2 separate regions of the Sus scrofa genome follow, and region 1 is linked to region 2. Evidence: chromatin contacts called from public HiChIP or PLAC-seq data. All regions are on one chromosome and are shown on one strand. Each heading gives the region's core, a stretch centred on a gene start, on an enhancer-like site or on the middle of the called end of the contact. The rest is flanking DNA. Distances are from core to core; before and after follow the strand shown.

What was found. HiChIP or PLAC-seq counts read pairs in DNA pulled down with a chosen protein or histone mark.
Region 1: an H3K27ac HiChIP or PLAC-seq map of skeletal muscle shows a contact between it and region 2. The contact joins two enhancer-like sites. A contact is called at or near these places in 1 of 5 promoter capture datasets (liver), 1 of 47 Hi-C or Micro-C datasets (fetal skeletal muscle) and 1 of 2 datasets of contacts at active chromatin or transcription factors (skeletal muscle).

Annotation. Positions count from the first base shown.
Region 1 is chr18:18,650,217-18,656,894 of Sscrofa11.1, forward strand. No RefSeq gene overlaps it. Among named protein-coding and RNA genes, the nearest start is that of TMEM209, 38 kb to the left of the region's middle. Within about 2 kb of position 4,550, at least 56 of the 83 cell types and tissues checked have an H3K27ac peak or open chromatin away from gene starts, as enhancers often do. A contact at or near this core is called in fetal skeletal muscle and skeletal muscle, where this site is marked.
Region 2 is chr18:18,570,393-18,576,995 of Sscrofa11.1, forward strand. CPA2 (carboxypeptidase A2) reads right to left here. Exons shown (of 14, transcript XM_021078736.1): 4 at 6,392-6,471; 5 at 5,730-5,748; 6 at 5,615-5,727; 7 at 4,924-5,010; 8 at 3,116-3,217; 9 at 1,129-1,227. Among named protein-coding and RNA genes, the nearest start is that of CPA2, 8.3 kb to the right of the region's middle. Within about 2 kb of position 3,454, at least 22 of the 83 cell types and tissues checked have an H3K27ac peak or open chromatin away from gene starts, as enhancers often do. A contact at or near this core is called in fetal skeletal muscle and skeletal muscle, where this site is marked.

The DNA.
Region 1 (6,678 bases), core at 3,300-5,799, 81 kb after region 2:
TCCACTGCTGGTGGCACTGCAAATTGGTACAACCATACAGAATACAACCTGGGACTGACTATATGCTTGTTTTGGTCACTCCTACTGCGTAACAAATTGTCTCAAAACAATAATCATTTAGTATCTCTCTCCATGGGTCAGGAATTCAGATAGGGCACAAGGATGGCTTCCTCTGTCCCACAACGTATGGAGTTGGATGACTGAATCACCTTAAGGCTCTTCATTCCCATGTCTAGTGGCTGATGCTGGCTATTGACTGTGAGCCTAACTGGGAATGTGGGCAGAAGGCCCATATGTGGCCCGGGTTTCCTCATAAGGAAGTGGCTGAATCCCAAGGGCAGTATCTTGAGAAAAAGGAGGAGGTGGAGACAGAGTATATTACCTTTTATAACCTGGGCTTGAAAGTTCCATGTGTCTTCTGCTGCATCCTGTTGATCAAGACAACTATAAGGAGGAGTTCCCCAGTGGCCTAGAGGGTTAAGGACTGTGGCTTGGATCACTGCTGTGGTGTGAATTTGATCCCTGGCTCTGGAACTTTTACATGCCATAGGCACAGCAGCCCCACTCCATCCCCGCTGAAAAAGACAACTGTGAAGACCTCACCAATTTCAAAGGGAGAGAACACAGACCCCATCTCTCAGTAGAGGGATGTCCCACATCACAACATGCGATGGGACATATATCGATGTGGCCACTTTTGAAAAAATCCACCACAACGTGCAAAGCCCCTAAAATATTGATTTTATATTAAAATATTAATATTCCAATATAAAATATTAATGCTTTGTAGTTCTCTGGCTAGGAAAATATTCAACAGAAAACTTATGTCTAAGGATGTTCATTGTGTGTGTTTGTTCACTTATTCATCCGTCCAAAAGGATTGATTGAAGTAGTTTGCTAGGTGCTAGGAATACAGAGAAGGCTTAGGATATCCTTTTTTCTCTCAAACAACTTCTAGTTATTAGCTGGACTATCACAAAACTCATCAAATGTTCAATGATAGATGGTCTGATAAACTATAGTACATGAACTCCGTGAGTTATATCCTTGAATGAGACACTTAGAGACTTACTTTGACCTCTTTTTAAAACTATAATTTTGAAAAGACTATATGGAAAGATGGGGAAAATGTTGGATGGAGATGAAAACAAATCAAAGGTATGTGTCTACTCTGATTACAATTATGTAAAAATATGCATGCAGATTGCCAAGGACTAGAAAAAAATAGCCAAATGTGAACTCATTTGTTGAAATAGGAAAATGGATGATTGCTTTTCCATTTTCAACTTTTTTCAATGTTAAAATCCTCTAATGATTGAAAAGTTCCAGAAACAAAAAAAAAAAGATGCAAATAGGATTTTATAGGTCAAAGGATGAGAAAACTCTGCTGAAGGAGTAGTCGAATTTCAGTAAGAGAAGGAAGCAGCAGGAATCAAGGCATGAAGACAGGAGAGGAAGAGCTGTCATTGGAAAACTGCAAAGAATCCAAACCGGGATGTATTTAGAAGAACATGGGAAGATGGGACCAGAAGGAAAGGTGGACCTTAGCTACTGAGCTGAGGGTTGCAGACTTCATTTAACGAGACTCTAAAGCTTTTTGAGCAGGAAAAAATCCAAGCGGAGCTTGATGACTCTGACCACAGCCCTGAAGATGGACAGAAGCTGGAGCAGGGGCAGCCAGGGAGACCCATGAGGAGACTGCTGCGTGATCCAGGGCTTGGCAGAGGAGACTGGAGAGCCTCTGTAGAAGAAAAATGGTCACAACTGGTAACTTGGTGCACACAACTCTAATATTTCAATTTTGGCCATTATGAAGATATGAAGCTAGTGGCACTGATAACAGAAGAGGAAAAGGAACTGGTTTGGAGCAGAAAGAAATTTTTAAAACACATTGAGTTTGAGCTGCTGTTGGGACATCCAGATGGAGATGACAACACATAGTCTGAATCTTGAGTAAGAGATCCACACTTTTGGCAAAACAATTTGACTGTCTCCCTCTTCGCTGGATGTTCTTCCCCCAGCTCTCCGTAACAGCTCCTTGCTGTCTTCACTAAGCCCTCTGCTCAAACATTGCCTCCTCGGAGCTTTTCGTGCCACCCTTCAAACAACACCCCTGTCACTCACTCGCCAACCCCCATCCCTCAGTTGCTTCTTCATTACACCTACCTATCATTTTACTGCTCCCCCCAACAGTATCCCTTTTGGAGATGGGATGCTATTTGCAGCTTCCTGTTTGAAGAACTAAACATTAAAGGGTACCTATGTGCCAATTCACTCTTAAATTTCTATTATGAAATGATAACAACTAAGCATATATTTTTCTCTTTCAGATCCTATTCTAAAGGTGTAAAACTTCTACTATGTTATGGATCAAAAATCCAACTCAGAAAAAAGGGCACACACCAACTGAGTGGTAGCAAACACTTGCAGGTATAGCCCATTGGCCAGCTCTTCATCACATGATGACACAGACACAACTAACTGCAAAGGAATCTGGGGAAAGTTGTCTTGGGGGCCATGACCAGCTAATAATCCTAGCACTACAGGGAGAAGCAGAGGATGGAGATTAGGTGACAGGAGTCATCTTCCCCTGCAGTAGATGTCTGAACCAATTGCAGAGCCCTGGCTTGTGCCTGACTCCAAGGACAGTACTGTGGATATGGGACTCCAAGTCGCCTTGAACGATTTAACTCTCACCAAGTACTTCCTTAATCGGCTCACCCTCTTCCCCTTCCCCAGGCACTCAAAAATGAGGGTGTGTTCAACATTTCTGTATTCTAGATGCCAAAATTCTATAGAGCAAAGGCCAGACACAACCATGCTGCTGCTTCTTGACCAACATTCTGGGTATTTTTAGCCAGCACCAGCTTCATATTTGCAGGATGCAGTACAAAATGAAAATGTGGGTCCCTAGTTCAAAAATTATCAAGACCTCTCCGGTCACTGCTGTGGCAGGGCTTTGATCCCTGGCCCAGGAACTTCCACATGCCACAGGCAAGGTCAAAAAAAAATTATCAAGACTTTTGTTTGTTGGTTGGTTTTTTGTTTTTGTTTGTTTGTTTGTTTGTTTAATAGCCCCACACCCAGAACACATGGAAGTTCTCAGGCCAGGGATTGAATCCAAGCTACAGCTTCGGCAAAGCCGGGCACTTTAATCCACTGCTCCACAGCAGGAACTCCTATCAAGATTTTTAAGACAGCCACAGCAGATCATTAAACCCAGCCCAGGCCCCTTCTAGGCATGGGGTTCTGTATGATTGTCCAGGTCACAGGCCTATGAGGCCGATTCCATATTTAGCCTGAAAATAAAAAAGAAGGAAGCTGTTACATATTGTGAAACCCACAGGCAAGTAATGTTGACTTTTCAACCTACTTCAGCTTTTAGGTGAGATTTTTTTCCTTGTCAGGCTCAGAAAATGTGGATGTGTCTTGGGGATCAAACAGATGGATTGTCTCATTTTACAGAAGACACAGAAGCCCAGAAAGGGTCTGTGAGTACCCAGAGTCCAGCTTGGTGCTGTGTACCAGAACCCACTCTAGAGGTCTGGCCTGGGGACTGTGTCCCCAGGGAGCCCTAGCAGCACTACAGGACAGGGTCATTTTCCCCATCAGGCTGGCTCTGTGGTGCCAGGTCACCAGTATCCTGGACAGTCTCAGGACCTCCCACTGCCTACTCGGGCTGGACTCTTCCTCTGGTCTCTGGGCAAAGCAGAGACAAAACCAGAAGTCACCCTGTTCTTGGCTCCCTTTAGGAAAAGTGCCACTGGTCATGGAAAAGCTGAGTGGTGGCCTGAGAAAGAAGGGCTTGGCCCCTGAGCTTTGATGCTCCCTTCTCAGACTCCTCCAGGCAGTGGGTGTGTGCCATTTGCGGTAGAGGTAAGCAGAGAGGTTACAGGTGGGCTGCTGGACACAGCCTGCCTGCCAGGTGCAGACGCTGGCCCGGGTGGGGGATGGACACACCCACAGTCATCCTGGCAGAGGTTGGAGCAGGAGGCAGCAGGCAGGAGAGGGCGGCGTGGGGGCTGCACGGAGCAGAGGCAGTGGCAAGGACAGATGAATGTGTCATGGTTAGCAGGCAGGCAGAGGTGTCAGATGGGCACGCTTTTCTCCAGGGGAAAGAAGCCCGTGTGAGACACCATGCCAGACGGCGGAGAGGGGAGTGATTAGCAAGCACGGAGTGAGTCAGGCATCCAGTCCCTTGGGCAGAGCGCCGGCTGCGGGCTCTCCTGGGTGCAGACTTGGTGCCAGGCTACACAGCTGGCGCCGGGAAAGGTGCCAGGCTTCCTGCAGGGGCCTCAAGGGGTGGGACGGGAAGCCTGGGGTCTGATGGCCACCTGCTCCTGGCTGGAGTCCAGAATCCGCTGGTGTCTCTGCCCCTGGCCCCGCTGGCCTCAGCTACCTTCGGAGCAGGCCCGATACCCTCCAGCCCTCAGTCCCTCGCCTTTCCCGTCCCTCTTCCTCTCCCGCACCGCACACTGAGGACCTGGGGCTTCTGAAGAGCCTGAGGGAAGCAGACTTACTTCCAGCCCCCGCAGCCCCGCCCTCGCGGAAGACCAAGCCTGTGCCCTTCCGGGAAGGAAAGGACACCCCTGCGTGACGCGCCCTGAGGCTCTGGTGGTCACGGCCACAGCACCACGGGCTGTCCTGCCTGCCCACGACTCCTAGGCTGGTGACCACGAGTTTTCTGGTGCCCTGGCGAGTGTGGGCAAAAGAAACCCATCTGTTTTGCCTCCCCTACCATAAGCTGGAGACCTGCCAGTGGCTTCCCAAGCCGTCGGGCCCCTCATCCCGCAGGCTCCTGGGTCCCCACAGACCTGGAAGACTAACATTCTGTGGCCCCATTTCTAGAAGATCCCATTCAGAGCCGACAGCCCCTCCCTGCTGCCCCCAGGCCCCGGTGGTCCCGGAGCTCCTCGGAGCGGAGGGGGAGGGGGAAGGGGAGGCGGAGCGGGGAGGCCCCAGGCTGGGGTCAGAAACTCAGCCGCGCTCCTCTGCAGCTGCAGGAGGCCCAGCTCGGCCCGGGGAGCCTCTGTGCCCAAATTCTACCCCTAGGCGGGCTGTCGCTCTGCCTGGTCCGGGCAGGGGGAGCGAGGAAGGGCAGCCATGGCCTCTAACCTGCCCTCCCGGCCAGGCGTTAATCAAGCACCAGCTCCTCCCGGGATCCAGGAGGTTACTCGGGGGCCACACGCCAGATGTTAGCGTTTCCACAGCTGTGCCCGCGACTCCCGAGGACGAGGGAGCTTTTCATACTCCGTGGTGGTCCCCCCTGCTTGTCTTTCTCCTGCCAGAAATTTCTCTGCCCCAGCTGAGGAGGGGGATGGAGGGCGGGGGCAGGCGCCCTCTTCAGCCCTGGGACCGGCCAGGGGCAGGCCCGTGCCGGGCCTCTGTCCCCCGCCTGACCCTGCACAGGGCCTTCAGGGTCCTCTCGCCCCCCCGCGTCCCTCCGCGGAGCTATGGGCACTTCCGAGACCCAGGGCCTCGCTGCGTCCACCTTCCCAGCGCTTTCCGCCCCCGTCTCCATGTTCTGCGTCTGCGAATGAGATCAGCACAGCCGCGCTGAGGTAAGAGGCTCTTCAGCGGCCGAGCTGGGGAGGGAACAGCAGCCGCCGGGCCTCACCTGCCCGCGCAGCCCCGGCTCGGCTCGTCGTGAGGCGGTGACGCACGTTGTCTCTAAAGGCCAAAGCCAGCAGAGCGAGCCTGTCACCTGCGTCACCGCGCGGGCGGCCAGCTCACCCTGCCGTGCGTCACAGATTATAGGCCTGAGACAGGGGTGAATGGCCCCTCGTATCTTTGTGGGCTGGGCGAGCGAGTGCAGGGTGGAGGGTGGGGTGTGTTTTTTGTGAGGTGGATGGCTCGGGTGTTGGGTGGGCTGTGTTGGGTGCGGATTACGTGACTGTGCGTTGTGTGCGGTGTGGGGGCAGCCGTGGGGTGACGGTGCCCCCCGGGGAGGAGGCTTACACCGTAGAACCCTAACCCCCCCCAGTTAACGTTCCCTCCCAGAGACTGTTACCGGGAAGGGCCTCGGTTTGTGTTCCTTATAGAGTGATTCTCGAAGTGTGCTTTGGGAGTTCCCACGGCGGGGCGTCTCTGCAGAGCCAGGACGCGGGTTCCATCCTGGCGGAGCAGGGTGGATTAAAGGATCTGGAGTTATGGCAGTTGCGGCTTGGATCTGATCCCTGGCCTGGAACTCCGTGTGCCTGGGGGCTGGCCTAAAAGGAGGAGGAAAAAAAGCGTGGTTCACAGCAGATACGGCAGAACCTTTTCCATTTTGCTTTTTAGGGCCGCACCAGGGGCATATGGAGGCTTCCAGGCCAGGGGTCTGCTAGGAGCTACACCACACCCACAGCAACTCAAGATCTGAGCCTTGTCTGCGACCTACACCACAGCTCAAGGCAACGCGGGATCCTTAACCCCACTGAGTGAGGCCAGGGATGAACCTGTCACCTCATGGTTCCTAGTTGGATTCATTTCCGTTGAGCCATAAAGGGAACTTCTGTTCTTCAACTTTTAATGTTACCTCTTACTAGCTTCTTGGGCTTCATTTTTCGAAAGCCTCCTGGTGTCATAAATGAAGAAGCTCTTACTAGCTTCTTAGACTTCATTTTTTGACACCTCCCAGTGTCATAAATGAAGCCATGCCCCTGGGTTGGTTGTGTTCTCAATTCCTTTGGTGGGTAG
Region 2 (6,603 bases), core at 2,204-4,703:
ACTTACATTAAGTAAAAATGAATATCATTTACTCTTTCTCTCTCAAAAGCAGAACTTTTCCTATTAATTTTGGTGATGCATTTTGCAATGGTGGGCAACGGTGTATGTGGCTTATTAGGGATATGAACCGAATAAGTATTTTCAGTTTCCTTAATCACCACACAAGCTATAGTTTCCCAAAAGTACTCCAGACCAACATCAGATTACTTAAATATGCAGAGACTTTTCTAAAGATCCAGAGAACCGGTTAAATTCCATTTGGGGAATTACATTTCTACTTATGATCAATTGCAGCAGAGTTGAAGTTTCTGCCGGATTAAAATTTATTCATTTCCTGTGCTCAGCCATCCTAAGGCATTATTATTCAACTGTTAAATATCCATTTCATAATACCCTAAAGGTAACCGCATTTTAATTGAAGGGAAAAATCTATCAGCCAGTATGCACGTGGTTGCACATGCTTGAATGATCTGATGTGGATTGATTTCCTTTGCTCATGAATTAACATTCTGATTTATAGCATGTCATTTTTGAATTACTTAAGAAATACCAGCCTAGGTCACACCCAGCGTGGTATCTTGACTCTAATTCCAATGAACATGTTGGAAGGGAGATATTGCTACACCTTAACTTCAAAATCAGATATGGAAAATTTTCAGAAGCACCCCAGAACCCTTAACAAGTTCCACTTTGGATCTGCAGGTCAAAGTAAACTATTCTAATACCTGTTTATATTTATATCTTGAAGCCCTTTTGTGATTTTATAGATTTCTAGTACATCATGCTACAGCTCTCAGAGCTCCAGGCAGCAAAGCAATTTTTCCCTAGTCCATTCTCATGCTGAAATCTGACTCCTGGGGTCCTTACTTGCCACCCTCTCAATCTCTTCTAACTCTTACTATCTTTTAACAGAGCTCACAATGGCCAGCAGGGTAGGGGGTTGGAGGGGGTGTATGCTAGGGTACTTGGTGGGGCAAGACCAAAAAAGGCTTTGAATGGGTCTGTTTCCTGCCTGTGTGACAGGGCTTGGGAATGAGAGCATCAACCATTAGGACCACAGAGACTGTTGTCAAGTTAGGTGGGGCCTGACCCCAGAAAGACAAATCAGGAAATTCCAGGCAAAACGACCTTATTTGAGATCCACAGCGCAGTAGCTTGTGTAACCCACTCACGGGCATGGATCGCAGCATCTAGCCAGATGGCCGGCTTGTCTCCTCCGGTGCTGAACTGCAAAACAAGAGTGGAAATGCAAACCGTTCCACCACCGAGGACCCCTTGTTGGTTCCTCTTTTTGTACTAGATATAGGGGAGAGGGAGAAGGTGTAGCCACTGGTGCTGTTGATTAACTCTTCTCATTTAAAGGTTTTTTGGGGTTTTTTTGGTCCCCTTCTTTTAATGGGAACTTAAATGCACTTACATGAGAGGCATCCTTTGATGTTTGTAAAAAAAACATTGTGGATAATGCGATGACATGAAAATATGTTCATCACATGTAAATTTTTAAAAACAGATTACAGAATAGTATGACGGCATTTTTATTTTTTAAAAGGCTAGCTTGTGTTGTGTGTGTGTGTGCGCGTGCGCGCATACACCCACACAGGAGAAAAAGGGAAAGGTGATGAAAAAAGAAAAAAGAAGGAGAAATAGATATACAACAGAATGTTAATAGCTATCATCCTGTAGTTGTAGAGTTGGTAAAACAGGGATTTTTTTCATTTTTTTGCAATGATTGTGTTATTTTTGTAATAAAAATTCTTGTGATAACCTATTGAGTCCTTTATAAAATCAGGATGGCAGGCTTTGGGGGTGCTTTCCAGAGTTTAAATTTTATGATCTAAGTGACTTAGTTTTATTTGGAACAGCAGCTTTGCCAATTGGATCAGTAAATGAGGAGGAAAAGATTATTTTTGCACCATCAACTTCTATCTTTGTGCAGCACTCTAAACATCACAGATAAGGTAAATGAGAAATGCAAATCCTTGCTAAAAATTACTTTTCACACGTTTTGACAGTTTTAAAGTGTTTTGTTCTTTTTCCTTCAAAGAGCTTCAAAATAAAAAGTGGTGAACTTTGGAAAACAACATTCTCAACCACAAACCACCAAACCACCTGGGAAAAGGAAAGGCCAGGAAAATCCAAGCAGGAGGAGAATTTGGGGTTTCCTGACCCAGTTGTATAAGAAATAGGGGAAAGGAAATAAAAAGAAAAGAAGGTAGTAAATATGAGCACATGTGCCACGGTGTCACAATGTAGGCACACCACTCCTCGCAAGCCTGCTTTGAGGGAACTGCTCTGGAGAAATCCATCTGTCCCAGTGAGTCCGCTGGCGCTCAGCCATAACATTTCCAAATTTAGCAAAGAGTTGTGACATTATCTTTTTTTTTTTCCCTTAAACTCTTTCTAGGAAATCTGAGGAAATAATTTTCACTCTTTCTCAAAGCAAGGTTTAAAAAGCTTGAAATTATCAGCGCTAAGACTGCTGTCAGAGGTTACAGGTTGGAGTAAAACCATAACCTTTACAAACTAGCACCTTAAAAAAAAAAAAAGCCTGCGTTTCTGAGCATTCGCCTTTGCCGATTAGTTGGCCTTCATCCTGCAAATCTCGAGAACTCATGGTTTTAAATGCGGCTCCAGCAAATACTTGGAGCATTTCTTTAAGGAAAAAAAGAAAAAAGGAAAAAAAAAAAAAACCCTGCCTTTTAAAGGGGGAAAAGAGGAAAGAAAAGAGGAAAAGAAAGAAAAACAAAGCACATAACTCCTACCTTGATTAATTACAGAATACCCCATCCCCCGCTCACCCTGGGGCCCACACCACCTCCCCTTCCTCTGTTCCTATTGGCGAAAATTCCTCTGTTTCCCTGTGAGCAAATCTATCAAGATGAGAGCCTTAATTCACTCCCGCAGACCTGCGTCAGCTTGCGCAGTTAAGAGAAAAAGCAAAAGAAAGGGGGCTGGGGGTTTTGGGGTGGGGGCGGATACTCAAAACCAGCAAGGACCGGTTGGGGTGGGGGGAGGGAGGAACAGCTCCGCAGGCAGAGCCGGGACAAACCGCCCGCTTGGGAGGAGCGGAATTCTAGAAGCGTCTAGAGGAAAAATCACCACTGCACCTGTGTACCTTGAACACATTTATGGACCAGTTTTCAAAAGCATAGCCAATGTTCACTTTGCTCTCTAGACCAGGGTGGTCCGTAATTAGGTTATTCATTTCTTGGAAAATCTGAAATGTTTAAGATGAAATAGACATTTGCAAATAAATAATCTGATGCATCCGTTAGTGACTTTTCTCTCTCCTCCATTTCCATCCCCTTGGGGATGGAGAGGACAGCGTGGCAAATGCTGTGGGACTGGGGATGCTGGAATTAGAGCTTTTAAGAGATGATCACTGGGCATCTGCAGGGGCTGGAAAAGGGGAAGCCATTTTGCTACAGCAGAGCTGGTTCTTTCCAGTTTTATGCTTCACACAAAATGGCACTGCTCTGGTTTGCCCGTGGTTTGCCTCAGCCCAGTCCTGAGGTGGAACTTCCCCAGCCAGAAAGCTTCCTGCATTCACTAGCAGAGGAACACAAATTGTAGTGGCACCAAAAAAAGAAAAAAAAAAAAGTGGATTTAGAGGCAGGCGCTGCAAAACAGCTGTGCTGGTTCAGGCTGGGACAATGCAGTGCTGCCTCAGGCACTTCTGCCACCAGCTATTCCGGCTCCTATTTTCAGGGCTGATTGCAATTCTCTGCAGCTGGGGCACCCAAGCTGTGCCCACTGCTGGGGTGGAGACACGTCTGGGCGTGTGTGGAGAATGACCAGCATGAAAAGTGCTCCTCCAGCTGTTGTCAGCCTTGCTCTCCGTGGGACACAGACAGCAATTTGTGAAGCCAGGCAAAGCAGAGAGAGCATCTTGTTTCCTTCACTTCCTTTTTCTCCCTGACTCTCTGTACTGGTCCAGAATCCCTAATTTGAAACCTTTAGGGGCCATACATAGCTCAAATTTTTAAAAAAAAAAATTTTTTTCTTCTTTTTTGCAAATTTAGGAAGGTAGGAAGATACATTGTATTTTACACATGTGGCAGTGCTCCTAATTGAAGCATGTTAATATTTCTGGCAGTGAAACAAATGAGTAGCAAGTAAATTCTGGTCAGATTTTGCCCCTAAATGAGTTTAGGTCAGAGCAAGGTTTGCCACCAAATTTTGTTTTCAGAGTTCTTTGCACTTTAGAATTGCCGATTTGGGTAATCAGTACCTACTAAATATCTCCTCTCTGGCTCTTTCCACTCCTCCATCTCTCCCCTTAATTTTCCAAGCCCCATCTCCTTAGCCCCTCCCCTCCAATCTCCCCTCCAAATCAGTGCATGTAGACCACTGTGGGTCCCAAGAAAACTTCTGTGTCACAAAGAGGCAAGCACAGCACTATCCTGGTGACCCAGGAGAAGGAAGGGGGCATTCTTTACACCAAAACTGGGGAAAGACAGCAGAGAGACTGCATAAGACTTTAGTGCCATGACATCTAGGAGCATTTGCCAGGTTGGGAGACAACCCCCCCCCCTTGGCTGGAAGTAAGAGGTTATCAGGGTGTTCCCTGATTCCATCATCAATGGCAGCCATGAAGCACAGCTCTCAAATGGCTTTACGGGTGGCGCAGGTAAGAAATCAGCAAGGGGGGCCTTGAGAGGAGCGAGGGAGAGGCTGTTTTGTGCTCACTTAACCCCTCCTGGACAGTTCCAAATAATGGGGTGGCTGCTGGATGGGAAGATGGACTTTAGATCCTGCCTTAAGGCAGTGGCACAGATATTGGTTGTGAAATCCTAGGAGAACTTGGAAAAGTTTGGAAATAATATGACAGTAATTTCCACTAAATCAGCAAGTGGAAGTATAGGCCTTGGAATCAGAGGAGAGTATGGCCCATTTCTCTGATGTTCATTTTGAAACACCTACCTCTTCCAAGATAAGATAAGCCTCAAAGTTGAAGTTACCATTCCATTCTCTGATTAACATTTCTTCATACTCCTTGTCCAGCAGAACCTAGGATAAATCAATCATCCATGTGATTAGTTTATGGCCATGCATTTGAATCTGCAATCATGAAGGAAATGGTGACATTCACGTGTCCAGTCCCAAGCATTCTTCTTCTTGTCCCAAAGACTTTGGGGTCATACCTTTCACTTATTCTGCAGCACCCTGAAAGGAGATGGGGCATTAGTGGGACTCTAATCTAGCCGGATGCTGCAAATATAGGATGACAGTCAGTCCTGTGGTTGTCTTATGGCTCATTCTCCCTCTCTGAGAACCCAGGGTCTGAGGTAACCTCCAATTAAAAACTAAGTGAATAGTATCTTAGTTTTACCCACTTTTACTAACACCCTTCAGTTTGTACTTTTATTCATGTCAGATACTCTCTTTGCCCTTTCCATTACATTTTTTTATCACCGTATCCCTTTTGTGCCAAATGCCGAAAAAGAGGGACAAGCCCTCCTACCCACTCTGCAGGGAAGCCCAAACCGTAGGAAGGCCATAGTGGCACCCACAGATCCCTTCCCTGGCAGAGGGTACCCAAAGGTAAAAGAGGGTGAACCTTTTTTGTATATGGACCAGAAAGCCTCTGAACAGGGGGCTGTGGGATAATTACCTGAACATCTTCAATCATGATGGAATAAACAATTCCCTGGGACTCTAAGAAACCTTTGACTGCTTGGATGCTGACAAAGGGAACTTGGACATGGGTTGTCTCTCCTGGGATGGTGGTGATTTCCAGAAATCAAGCTGAAAGGGGTGAAAGGCCAAGGCATCGCTGGGTCATTCCAGGAAAATAGACATGGACAGATGTCAAGAAATCAGTTCCTATCTACTTTACGGCAAGCCTTCAAGACTAGAATCACTGTGGAATCATTATGATATTGCAAAAAGGGTTTTTCAATATCCAAGCATCAGCATATGTGTTATATTGTTTTTTCCCATATGGTTAGGTATTAACACTGGCAGAAGATAAAGATTATTTAAAACTATGGCAGTTTTTTTTTTAAACAACTGACATTCAAGTGATCCAATTCATTTCATAACAAGAATATTAATACTCTAAATTATTTAGGAGGAAAATAATGCATTAAAGGTGTTCAACAATTTTTCAAAATAACTTTCATATTCAACTTTGCTTGTCATTCTTACAAAACACATGTGAGATAGAAGAATGGTGTATTTATCCTCTCTATATTGAGAAAGTGAGACACAGGGAAGTAGGTGACTTGCCCGATTTCACATAATTGGGCCTACAGCCTAGATTTTCTGAGGTCCAGCTCCATGAGTTAGCAATCCACACATCTCATCAGAGAAGACAAGGCACAATGCAAAGTAAGAGACCTCAATCGTCATGTCTAACAGGGGAGTATCTACTCTGGAAAACAGAAGCCTGAAGATGTTCTTCAGCCTCCAGTTCCACCAGACTTTTTATTTGTTCTTCATTCCCTGGTATAATCTCAAGAACTTGGTCTGTAAAGAATATTAACCACAGACATGACCTTGAAAACAAAACGTAGACACTGTTTCCTGCTGCCTTCTGCTCCTATTAGTTTTTACATATAAGAGGTTAATGCAGCAGTCAATAATCTCTTTGACAACTGA